2 separate regions of the Mus musculus genome follow, and region 1 is linked to region 2. The links are chromatin contacts, called in public HiChIP or PLAC-seq maps. All regions are on one chromosome and are shown on one strand. The core of a region is the stretch at or near the end of the contact, and the rest is flanking DNA. Distances in the headings are between cores, read along the strand shown. Region 1 holds the start of Card6 (caspase recruitment domain family, member 6). Region 2 has its middle 83 kb from the start of Mroh2b.

Evidence for each region. HiChIP or PLAC-seq counts read pairs in DNA pulled down with a chosen protein or histone mark.
Region 1: a contact with region 2 is called in an H3K4me3 HiChIP or PLAC-seq map of bone marrow-derived macrophages, with 2.7 times the contacts expected there. The contact joins the promoter of Card6 here to the enhancer-like site in region 2. A contact is called at or near these places in 2 of 39 promoter capture datasets (the C10 cell line and pre-B cells), 1 of 15 datasets of contacts at CTCF or cohesin (CD8 T cells), 7 of 484 Hi-C or Micro-C datasets (the G1E-ER4 cell line, LSK cells, Th1 cells and 4 more) and 2 of 115 datasets of contacts at active chromatin or transcription factors (CD8 T cells and bone marrow-derived macrophages).

The regions. Positions count from the first base shown.
Region 1 is chr15:5,106,575-5,112,971 of GRCm38.p6, forward strand. Card6 (caspase recruitment domain family, member 6) reads right to left here and starts at 1,959. Exons shown (of 4, transcript NM_001163138.1): 1 at 1,909-1,959; 2 at 1,514-1,802. The coding sequence starts at 1,796.
Region 2 is chr15:4,812,948-4,819,439 of GRCm38.p6, forward strand. No RefSeq gene overlaps it. Among named protein-coding and RNA genes, the nearest start is that of Mroh2b, 83 kb to the right of the region's middle. Within about 2 kb of position 3,989, at least 89 of the 459 cell types and tissues checked have an H3K27ac peak or open chromatin away from gene starts, as enhancers often do. A contact at or near this core is called in CD8 T cells, LSK cells, Th1 cells and 3 more, where this site is marked.

The DNA of each region.
Region 1 (6,397 bases), core at 709-3,208, 290 kb after region 2:
GTTACCGTCCTCAGACACACCAGAATAGAGCATCAGATCCCATTACAGATGGTTGTGAGCCACCATGTGATTGCTGGGAATTCAACTCAGGACCTCTAGAAGAACAGTCAGTCTCTTATCCACTGAGCCATCTTTCCAGCCCAACATGTCATGTTTTTTAAGATGTTATAAATTTTTACTAGTTCTTACTAATCAATTGAACCACAATGAATTGTATTCATTGTGGCATTCTTTCTGTCTCTGTCTGCCTGTCTGTCTCTCTCTCTCTTACAAACACACTCTTCCCACTCTCCACCAGCTAGTCCGTCTATTCCCAAAAGAGATGCTCTCTCCTACTTTCTTTCTTTTCTTTTCTTTTTTTTTCTTTTTTTCTTTTTTTTTTTTTTTTTTTTTTTTTTGGTTTTTTTTTCGAGACAGGGTTTCTCTGTGTAGTCCTGGCTGTCCTGGAACTCACTCTGTAGATCAGACTGGCCTGGAACTCAGAAATCCACCTGTCTCTGCCTTCTGAGTGCTGGGGTTAAAGGCGTGCACCACCACTGCCCGGCTCGCTCTCCTACTTTCTTGTCATACATATTTAGTATGCATATATAGAAATGTAGGTTCTACATATGACATTTGAAAAGGAGACCAAGCAAAAGATATTATTATGTTACAAAGGACAGAATGCAGGTAAAAGGGCATACGTCATGAAAGAAGATATAAAGCTATTTTTTATTTTTAAAAAAATTCATACAATTTTTTTCTGAGAGGGATTAGGATAGAAAAAAGTATAGTCAATATTTATTATAGAAGAAAAACCTACTTTTCCTCCACTCCCAGTTTGAACTCCATCATCATTCCTTCCTCCTCTTTTTATGGGGATAAGTAAATAAAAATGTAACTAAAAGTCAAAAAGTCGAAGACTAAAACCCTGAGAGAAGATCCATGGTTCATGGTCATTCTAACTGTTTAGCTGGATAAAGTTTGGGACTGGACAAATTTTTAGAATAAACAGATTTTTTAAGAAAGAAAAATAACCATATTTTATAAAGCATCAATTTCAAGACCTTTATCACTTATCAAATGGAGAAGCTACACTTCTAGAAACTACTGTTCCTATCACAGACAAGGAGCTACTGATCTTCCAACTGGTTCATTTAAAATGGTTTTCCCTGTACCTTCAGCGTGGCTATCCAAAGGTCTCTGGGGATGTAAACATCTCCAAATTTACTCACACAAACAGGAAAACCCTAGATGGTGCCATTATCAACAATGGGCTCTTTTCAAATCCCCGCCAAAGCAACAGGCACCAGACGGTAGCTGAAAACGCTGGAACAGTGTGATCAGCCATTGCCAAGCTCCTGGATCAGAGAGATCCACTGCTCCCTGCCTTGGAAACGACACACATTCTGTTTCACATTTCAGTAAAACTCGTCTCAGGAAGTCAGATCCAAACAACCAGAAACAATTCTCTTTCTCTTCTAGAAAACCTGCTTCCTCCCCCTTTGCTTCAAACTTTAAAAGCTCCACTTACCGTGCTTGAAGCCCACTGTGGACGCTGACTCTGGAAAGGCATTAGACAAACACCGGAGGAAACGCCGACAGCTGTCCTCTCCTTTTTTCTGTATCAAAATTAACAGCTTCCGACTTTTCTTCAGGGGATCTGTGATTTCCTCCAGAGTCTCATACTCCTTCTCAGAAATCAGGCTCCGAGAGGTTAACGTGTCCAAGATAGAGTCCGGATCTTGTTGGAGGACACTGAGCAACTTCGTACGTTTTTTTTCTATGAGTTCTGAGGAAGCACCCTCTGTAGCCATTGCTTCCTACAAACCAGGAAATGGATCAAGTCATTCTGGCAGGTAAAGAAATCTATGTTAACAAAGAAAGGCAGAAATCCTACTTAGCAAAGATAAAACGCGTCAAAAATACCTGTTGTTGGAGAGGGCAAAGAGGACAACAGAGAGTACAAACACAGGAAGTCAGCCCGGAGCACTCTCGGTCTGTGGTTCTGTGGTTTCCTGTTGCTGATCTTTTATCTGTGTTTTCTCTGTCTCTCTGTCTCTCTGTCTCTGTCTCTGTCTCTGTCTCTCTGTCTCTGTCTCTCTCTGTGTCTGTCTGTCTCTCTCTCTCTCTCTCTCTCTCTCTCTCTCTCTCTCTCTCTCTCTCTGTGTGTGTGTGTGTGTGTGTGTGTGTGTACACTTGCTGAGGTTGGAATCCAAGGTCTCATGTGGTTCTGCTACTGATCTGTACCCGGAACCTTACTCTCTGCTCTTTTTGATGGCTAGACTAAATTTCACTAATACTGGGCAGTGGGGAACATGCCACAAAGGGTGGCCCACACCTCTGATGCCAGCATTCAGAAGGCAGAGGCAGGAAAATAATAATCGTTGCAGTTTAGTGGCTGGCTAGTCTACACAGTGTGTTCTAGGCCACCCAGGACCACATAGTTAGACCCTCTCTCAATAAAACAAAACGAGATGAAGTGAACCCGGGACCTCCTCCAGGATGTTTCGTTTGAACATTGAATTGGGCTAGGTATCCCTGCTCTGGGCCCTAAACTGTGATGTTATAAATGCAAATCGACTGATTTGTGGAGAGTAATCTTCAAAATGCAGGTAAAAAATAGATCAAAATTGTAAATGTATAACCCTTCCCTCTAGCAATCCCACCTCTAGAAATGTAGGAGCTGGAGAAATGGCTTAGCAGTAAGAACACTTTTTGCTCTTACAGAAGACCTGGGTTCATTTGCCAGCACTCTCAAGGTGGTGCTTCATAACCATCCATAAATCCAGTTCCAGCCAGGCGGTGGTGGCACACGCCTTTAATCCCAGCACTCAGGAGGCAGAGGCAAGCAGATTTCTGAGTTCAAGGCCAGCCTGGTCTACAGAGTGAGTACCAGGACAGCCAGGGCTACACAGAGAAACCCTGCCTCAAAACACACTATATATATATACACACACACACATATATACACATATACATATATATATACACATATACATATATATATATATGTGTGTATATATATAAAATAAATATAGTTCCAAGAGCTCCAACTTCCTTTCTGACCTCCATGGGTACCAGGCACACACATGGTACACATCTATACACACAAGCAAAAAAAAAAAAAAACACATATAAGAATCTTTACAGAAAATATTATTAAATGCATGCCAAAAATATACATAGGAAATATCTATTCCAACTGGATAATAGCAGAAAAGCAAAAATATCCTAAATTTCCATAAATCAGAGGTCTGTGAAATAAATGATAGCAGGAAAATACCAAGGAACTATTAAACTGGTAAAAAGATTTTACTAATTTGTGACACATCATGCGGGTGATCGGAAGTGAACCCTAGTTCCCTGGGAGAGTAGCCAGTGTTCCTAGCCATCTCTCCAGCTTCCTGCTAGGCTGTTTTAAAGGATAAAGTAGAACCTAATAGTGATGATAAGCACATTATATTATTTTGGAGAATAGCAAGTTACCGATCCCATTTAAAAAAAAAAAAAAACTGGGCAAGATAATACACACCTTTAAGCCCAGCTCTGGGAGGCAAAGGCAGGTGGTTCAAGGCCAGCCTGGTCTACATAGAGAACTCCAGACCATCCAGGGCTATATAGTATGATATATATATATATATATATATAGCGTCATCTCAAAATTAGACAAACAAACAAACAACAAAAGCAAAGCAGTATGTAAGCTACGTGTGGTGGTGTACGCCTTTAACCTCTGGGGAGGCAGAAGCAGATCTCTGTGAATTGGAGTCTGCTCTCCATAGCAAGTTTCAGACCAGCTAGAGCAGCACAGTGAGACCCTGTCTCAGAAAAGCAAAGCAAGCAAAACCAGTATGTGTACAGCATATGCCTGTTGCACATACAGCAGACATTTTTGTAAGAAGATAATTAAGAGAGACAGCCCAGGTTTTAATACTGGCTACTCCTGAGCATTGGATTATGAATGGATTTATAGTTTGTACACTAATACATTCTACATTTGAGAAGGCTCAACAGTTAAGAGCACTTGCTGTTCCGCGGAGGACCTTGGTTTGATTCCCAGCACCTTCGTAATGGCTCACACAGAGCAGGAAGTCCACTGCCAGGAAATCCAATGCCCTCTGCTGAGCTCTCTGGGCACCATGTGGTATACATACATACATGGCGGCAAAACACTCATGCACATTAAATAATTTTTTAACTCAGATTAATTTTTTTGAGACAGGATCTTTCTCACATAGCCCTGCTGTCTAGGAACTCATTATGTAGACCAGATTAGCCTGGAACTTACAAAGACTCATTTGCCTCTGTCTTCCAAGTTTCTGAAATTAAAGGTGTGTGCCACAACACACAGCAAAAATTTTAAGTGTTTTTATTAGCAGACATTTTCTCATTTTTATTAAAATTATATGGTTGGTCTTCAAGAACCTGAAAACAACCTAAATATCAGTATGGAAATAGATAACCTGTGGAATTTCATGAATACTATTTTTTTTAAGATTTATTTTTATTAGAGCCAGGAAGTGGCGCCTGCCTTTAATCCCAGAACTTGGGATGCAGAGGCAGAGAAATCTCTGAGTTGGAGGCCAGCATGGGATATGGAGTGAGTTCCAGGCCAGCTGTGAATTCCAGAAAATCTGTCTCAAGAAACAAAAATAGAATTAAACAAACAAACAAACAAAAAGGATCTATTTTTATTTACCTGTCATATGTGTGCAGGTACATCCAAGGCCAGAAGGCATTAGATCAATGGAGTTTCAGGAAGTTATAAGTTGCCTAATGTGGGTGTTGGGAATCAAACTTGAATCCTCTGGAAGAGCGGCACGTGAACTTAATTGCTGAGCTATCTCTCCACCCTTTTTATTTAATATATTATATAGCATTCATCAGGGAAAAAATTCAATACCCTACAATATCGAAAAATCATTAAAGAGTATCTAGGAAAAACTAAAGGTCCCAAAGGGTCACACTCAGCATAAAATCCTTTTAAAAAATTAAAATTGAATATATATACATATATATATGTATGTGTGTGTGTATATACATATATATATATCACACATTCACACACACACCTAGGAATACTCATGAAGTCATTAAGATATTATTGGCTGGGCAAAGTAGGCAATGTACAGAGGAGTCTAGGACAGAAGGATTACTTGAGTCTAACAATTGCAGGCCAGCTGGCCCACTTCAGAAAACCCACCACTAGCCAGGCTTGGTGGCCCACACCTTTAATCCCAGCACTTGGGAGGCAAAGGAAGGCTGATTACTGTGTATTGAAGGGTTACCCTAGTCTACATAGCAACTTCCTAACGAATGAGGGCTAGAGAGATCCCGTGTCAAACCCTCACAGGGGAAAAAAACAACACACAAACATACCCAAAGAAATAATGAATATAAAGTTCAGAATTTTATTTATTCAAGTGGGAGAAAGATGGGACATGTACAAAATGAGAAGGGTAGTGGAGCCTATGTTGTCCTCTTGGGCCAGGTTACTGTTATTAGAAAGAAAGACTATGTAAATAAAGGCAGGCCATGTACGGAGCAATGCTAAGTATGCATTTGCAATTAAAGACATTACTTCTCTGACTATGGCACCTGAGATGGAATAAGAAATTTGAAAATCCTTCCCTAAGATTTATTTTTAGGTGCAAAGTCTTTTTTTTTTTTTTTCCTCAAAGAGCTTTTTCATTTTCTAAAGTTTTATTTGGTTGGCGATTTATAATTTCATGTTCTATGTACTGCAGATCCATGATGATGTGTGGTATATGAATGCGCAGTGTAGGCAGACTGAATCAAGGTAATTAGCATCCCCACGCCTTGCTTCTTTACGTATTTCTCTTGTCTCGCAGCAAGGCCAGGTCCTCTAACTGCTCCCCGGTTTCTGATGCTCACAAGCTTAGGAAAGAGGTTTGGCTGCTTTCTGTCTTAGGCTGTTTCATTGCTGTGAAGAGACCCCATGGCCACAGCGACTCTTACATAAGAAAGCATTTAATTGGGACTTGCGGCTTCTGAAGATTAGTCTATTGTCAGCATGGAGGGGAGCATGGCGGCATGCAGGCTGCTAAAGTAACTGAGAGTTCTAGAGCCAGATCTGTAAGTAGCAAGAGAGACACTAGGGTCTACCTTGGGTTTTTGAAGCCCCAAAGCTCCCAAACCCCCAGTGACATACTTCTTCCATCAAAGGCCACACCTCCCAACCCCTCTTAAGAGGTGTCCCTCCCTGAAGACCAAGCATTCAGATATGATGATGAGGCCCTCTTACTGAGACAACACTGACTCTTGCTATCAAACACAGAGAAGTCGAGCTGGGGCCCAACCAGAAGCTCCACCCCTACTGACTTAGCATCCGTGGCACTGGATGCGCTTTGCACAGGGCAGAGGTGAGAGCAGTCATCACCACCACTCAGCCACA
Region 2 (6,492 bases), core at 2,739-5,238:
ACCTCCTGTGGATGAAGACTCAAATCCAATCAGAAAATAGCTGATTATGTCTCCACTAGTCTTTAATCTCTCCAAAGTCAGCATCACAGAGAACTATGCTAGAAGTAGAACGATTAAGGAGCATACACCAGTACACTTACAAAGAAAGAGAAATTTAGAAATGTATTTCATACCCAACCCATTCACAGCAAGTTGTGGCCCTAGTAATGTTAAGTTGAATTGAATGCCATCTTGCTTAAACTATGCTGGTGATTACATTCTGCCCTTTGCTACTCTTTCCCTTCTCTATCAAAGATGAATTTAAGGGGGAAAAAAAGAATACAAAGTGGAATATCAAAGTAATTGGGCATTCTCTTTTCAAAATTTAGAAAAGAAATGGCTCCCTTAGGGAGCCTATTTTTATGGATATAAAATGTTCTGTCTGAATTACAGAAATATCCACTACCAACCAACCAACAGGAAGGGGAAATTCATTCAGCAACAAACCATTTAGCATCCCACCTATGGAAGTTCTCGTACAGTCTGGTGAGGGGATTGAACATAAAGGGCTCTTTGTTCCTTTCAGATTGTTCACCGTCCTTAGAGAACTCACATTAGACAGTTCTTGCATGACTCACTTTAATACAGAGCTGTGTGAGAACTGAGATGGATTTTGTAATGGTGAAAGTGTGAGGGCCAAGTGTTAAAGGAATCATTGTTAGACGGGATGGGAATGTCCCTTAGGTGTTGAAAATAAACAGGCTCGGTGCACAATGACACAAAAATAGTGGTGATGGAACCATAGCAAATCAGGAAAGAACTGGCTTCTTAAGCAAGGTAGAACAATCCTTTGGTCTTCTCCAGCTGCATCCTTTCTGACAATGAATGATATTTTCCCAGAACTCTTACCTTCTCCAGTTGGCTACAGACTAACTAAAGTAGGCACATTCCAAGTTCAACAAGACATTCTGCCTCTGTAAGATAAGGTAGAGAGTAATCCAAGAAGACATCTGATGACTGCCTCTGTCACCTACACACACACATACACACACAACCAGAGACACAGACACAGGCACACACACAAAATAAAGCAGGAAGGCCATTTCCTGAACACAAGATTTGTGTGAATTATGCAGAAATAAGGTGCATCCAAAAGCAGCCCTCATAGGAGAATCACCCAAATTAACTGCTTATTAAAATTACAGGCCACAGAATATTACAACCAAGTAATATTCTAGTATAAAATGAGTAAATATTATGTAGGGTTATGTCAACATGCTGAAGTTTGTGGGTCACTTAATAAAATACCTGTCCCTAACATCTACTGTTTGATCCCTGACAAACGCTGCAGGATAGGTCATGGACTTGTAAGGATTCAATAAAGTATGCAAAATGCATGGCATAACGTATTGTTTCAGTGTTCATAGCTAATAAATAAAAACTGTAATGTTAATAAGAAGTGCCCAGAGAAAAGGACCAATCACAGGCCTTGGACGAATGGTGTGAACATAGTGAATGAGAGAGATAGCTCACATCCTGGTTGGATGTGGGCCATAAGGCCCATCAGGGATCACAGGGGCCCAGTTCTGGAATCTTGCTAGGTTAGGAGAGAGTATTCTACTGCCTCAAATTTTTATCTCACCATGCAGCAACTGTTGGGTACTTTGGGACTTCACTCTAGTTTCAGCTTTCTACTAATCGCCATCAAGGAACCGAGTCCTATGGAGAAGGGTTAAGTAACACCGGGCTCCAAATGATTGTCTGTGGTGCCTCACACTGTCTCTTCCCTTGAAGCCCACACTTCCAACTGTGTCTGCCTGTTGCCCCCACAGTGCTCCAAGGATGAAAACCAACTCTACTGTGTAAAGATAGGGTCATCGATGCGTGAGAAAACAGTAAACATCTGTACGCTGGGAGCGGTGAGGTGTGCAAACATAAAGGTGGAAATACTGAACCCTGGGAGGTGCCCAGATTAGCGTGCCTAGTGATAAGTGAATTTACTATTCAAAAACAATGCACAAGAAGTGAGGAAACTGGATGGGAATGCAGTATAATGATACATATGTTCAGGGATGTCATAATAAAAAACTATTACTTTGTATAATCTAAAAAAATTTGTAAGTCATTATACGTAGAGTAAACTGGCATAGTCATAAATTGCTGGGCAAAATTCTCTTGTGTCGTTCGTTGTCATACTGTTACTCTTCCACCCCCTCTGCCGTTTGATCATCCCCTATCTAATGCCAGCATCTGTTGTCCTGTGTCACATTTCTGAGTCAAAATGCCTTTATCAATTGAGCAAACTGTCTCACATTGCACAAAGTACATAGAGACATCAGAGGACCTTTGAAGCCAGTGAGAAACACTATTGTCACAATTAAAAGTAATAAAAATCCATAGCATTTTTTCAACAGAACAGACAGAAAGCCAGAGAGTCCATAATAAACGTCACAAATACCCAACTTTCGTGTATTCATTTCACAAACCACTTCTCAGTTTGCACAGTGTAGCAGGGACTGATCCGGGTCCTAGGAGGTACTGCTGGCAACCACCGCATTCTTTTAAGAATGCCTAGTTTTGAGATGAATCACACACAACACAGCTGACCCTGATCTTATAGTTGATGTCAAAACCTTAGGGTCTTCCTTCTCCTTCCTCACCCTACACAGGGATGTGTAGACGCTGCTTCTGTAAGTCTCCAATGCAGGGGAGTGGGGGGTGGACACCCACTTCAGGCCACGAGCCACAGCCACCTGGTAGAAATCTTCCTGCATTTTGCATATTAAATGCAGCCCTTCCTCCTCTCGTTAATCCTAAATCCTTGACAACATCATAAAGATCTTGTAATACAAAATGAGAAAAAAATGAGCAGGAAAGGCCCTGAGAAAACATATTTTCCTAGTGTAATTAGAGTTGAGTTGGCATCTCCTCTAGGATTCACTGGTCCATCATCCTCCCACGCAAGCCACCCATGGACTTCTGGCACTGAGAGTAGAGAAAGCTTGTATGCCTCCTACCCTCAGGCTTCCTGAGACAATTCAAGAATAAGATCTGTTAAATAGGACCACATCCCAAAGTAAGAGTCAAGAAGCTTTCTCCAAAGCTGACTTGGCTGCTCTCCCCTACAAAACAGATCTCAGAGAGGAAAGGAACCCCATGGGGGAGGGGAGATGGTCCCCCAGGAATCTACATACAACATTCATAGTGGTCATTTAATCCCTTCCTCTGAAAGAAAGGTGAAATTTCAAGACCTGTAAGTCATATAAAGTACTCAGAAATTGCTGGTTGTTTGTGAGCCTAGAGGCTGCCTGGGGCTGAGAAAAAAAGAAAAACAAACCGGGGCATGCCCCATAGTTAAAACATTCCTGGGAACAGCTTGACCATAGAGATAAAGAGGAATGTGAAGACATAACAGGGCTATCTGAACTGAGTCAATAGCTCACAAAACTCTGACATCCTGCACGTACATGTAATTTTTCTGCTGATGTTTGAATAAGCCAATAGTGTGTCACTATGCTGAATTCCACACCCCTAAACCCCTTACCCCATAAAAACCCCTAGCTTTCGAGCCTCGGGGTGGAATCCACTGTCTCCTGCATGAGATATGTTTCCACCTGGAGCTCTGCCATTAAACTGCCTCCTGTGTTTACAGCAAGAAAGGATTCTCGTGTTTCTTTTTGTGCTCTCTCTCTCCCGAGACTAGAGTGGGGGTCCCCAAAAGGGGGTCTTACACCTCTCTTCTGGGTGAAAAAAAAGGAAGATACTAAAAAAAATCTCTTCCCCACCTCCAAGCCACTACCAAAGCCACCAAAGGAGTCATTTGTGAGGCAGGGGCCACCTACAGTTAAGAGTAAGCAGGTACTGCAAGAAACCACTGAACACAGCCATTCTCTGTGGAGAGAAAGATCAGTTTTCATAAAAAGAAAGTGACTGGCTGCCTTGGACAGTAGAGAACAGAAGCCAGCTGCAATCACTTGTGGTGTTACACCGGGACCTGTGGTGAGGAGCAGCTGCTCAGAGAGTGGAAGTGCTACAGCTGTGGTCAGAAGTGTTTCAAAGTTAGCTGGAAGCTGTGGTCAGGAGCATTCAGCTAAACCAGCAAAGGCTTCTGAAAAAGACTTTCTGTTTCTGTTTCCTTGGAAAAACCGCGCTCCATTGGGGTCGACTTAGAGTCATCCTCATCAACACTGCTGCTTTGGAGGCCACTTCTCTACGACCTAAGAGTAAGGGCCTGGCATGTGCTGTGGAATGTCAGCTCTGCTGTTGGTGGTGGGGTTTCTAAGAGGGTCCTGAAAATACTGATCCATGTCAACGCATTTCCCCCTTCCTTCCGCGAGCTCAGAGCACTTCCTGTTTAGTATTGAAAGCAAGATGCTTTCAAGAATGGCTGGGCATGAGGAATCCTTCCTCTTCTGGCTTCCAGTAATTGCCAGCAGTCCTTGATATTCTTTGGTTTGGGGATGCATGGTTTCTATCATAACCCTGACCAACTCTTCTTTTTGCAAATGCCTAGATCCAACTCACCCTCTTCTGGGACTCCTTCGGGCACCTATATTCACGTGTACAAACTTGCACAGAGACACACATGTATACGGATCATTAAAAATAAGGACAAACCTTTTAAAAGTATTTCCTATTTGTTGTCCGTAGTATAATCAAAGATCGGGCCAGCAATAATTATTATTTTGATTAAAAATGACTCACACGTACTTTAAAGTATTTCTCTTTTCCTTGTAACTTTTTCCTTTCAGTGAGGACAAGTTGATCCTTTAGCTCTTTGGTTACTTTGTCTCCAAGAACTTTTTAGTGCTCTAACCCATTAAAGTCTGCATTAAGCTAATTTGCATACCATTTATCAGTTGAATTCTTCACACTCTGATATTAATATTAATATGGCAATTTAGTACAATAGGTGTTAAGAGCTACTAATAAAATTATCACCAGGAAGCAGAGAGCAGCAGCCGAGCATATTAAATACCTGGAATTTAGATTGGGAGTCTCCGGCTCTGTCCTAAAAGATTAAATAAATTCTAGGTCAAAGGTAAGAAGTTTCTCCTCTGAGGCTAATGAAGATGAGTGCTAAGCATCTGTGTGTGTTGCCTGGGTGGCTGAAAATTAGATCGGTTCTTTTTAAATATAGATTTTGAGTCTGTTGACTGTAATATGCTGACAAAATAAGTGACCTCCCCGACTGTTAAATTTTGTTAGGATCAGAGTCACTGAAGGCACATGATCTCAAATTTCAAGTACTCTAGTGGCATGGTGTTTCAGCCTGACAAAGGGTTGCTTTTTCAATCTTCAGTAAATATGACATTTTAGGTAGGTTTTTTTTTTCCTTCCCTTTCTACAAAGGACTTCTGCAACGCTCAAATCTGCTTAGCTTTGAAAGTTGAAATTCTCTGTTGTTCCCAAGAGATCGTCCACAAGGTAACACCTCTTCCATATCCTTATCTGAATGCTACTCCTCCATGAGAAGCTGTCAGATTGTGATGATTCTAGCTCTTGGATGCCAAACTGCCCTGACGCTTGATTAATTGGATTCCAAATGGCTGGTTTCCTCTAAGGTCACCTTTGTTCTTTTGGAATATACTGTAAGCATCCGACTTCTAACCAAACAAATGGCCTGCAAGATCAGAGTTGTCCCCAGTCTGTTTATGCATGTGAGTCAGGTCGATGCATCCCTATTTGTCTTCTTGACAAGTTCTGGCTGCAACAGCCTTAGCTCCACATGTCCACTGTCAGATAGTGAAGGTAGATGTCACCAATCAAGGGGCTCCAGGGGACAGATGGTATGCAGAAAGTCATTCAGAGATTTATATAGAAGGATGTTTATCACAACATTATTTATAATAGCAAACAATGACAGATCTTAAATATCCAATAATAAATTATGGTCACAGCAGATGATAGCACAGTATGAGGTCACTGATATCTTTTTTTTAAAGCTTTAAGGAACACTTTTAATAAAAACTTAAAACCATACTGTGAAATTTCTCCATGTATATAAATGACTTTTATGTAGTCACTGTGGTGCATACCTGTAACCACGTCACTTGGGAGATAGAGGCAAGAGGGTTGGAGGTTCAAGATCAGCTTCAGTTATATAGTAAGACCTTTCCTCAAACAAACCAAAAATGATTTAAATGAAATAAAATCATGCCTAAAAGAATAATGACTGAGAAAATAAGTATTGTTAAAAGATAAGAGTAAGGGTTTTGTTTGTTTGTTTGTTTGTTTTGGTCTCTTTGCTTGTGTAATCTAGATTTTATCCAAATGGCATGCATTTTTTAACTAGATATGAAAATTCATTTTTGCCTTCTTTGTGAGAACAGATAGTTAATTCTGCTGTGTACATAGGCTGACAGCGTGGATGACAAAGGCCTCCCTGGTCTGGATTTACTCATGTGAGGCATGTTTGGCCATTTTTAGCTAAATTTGTGAGCCTCTCTTGTATCATTCATTGTTTCCATATAAATCCTAAATTCCTTCAAAGTCACAAGAGTTAAGTTTGTA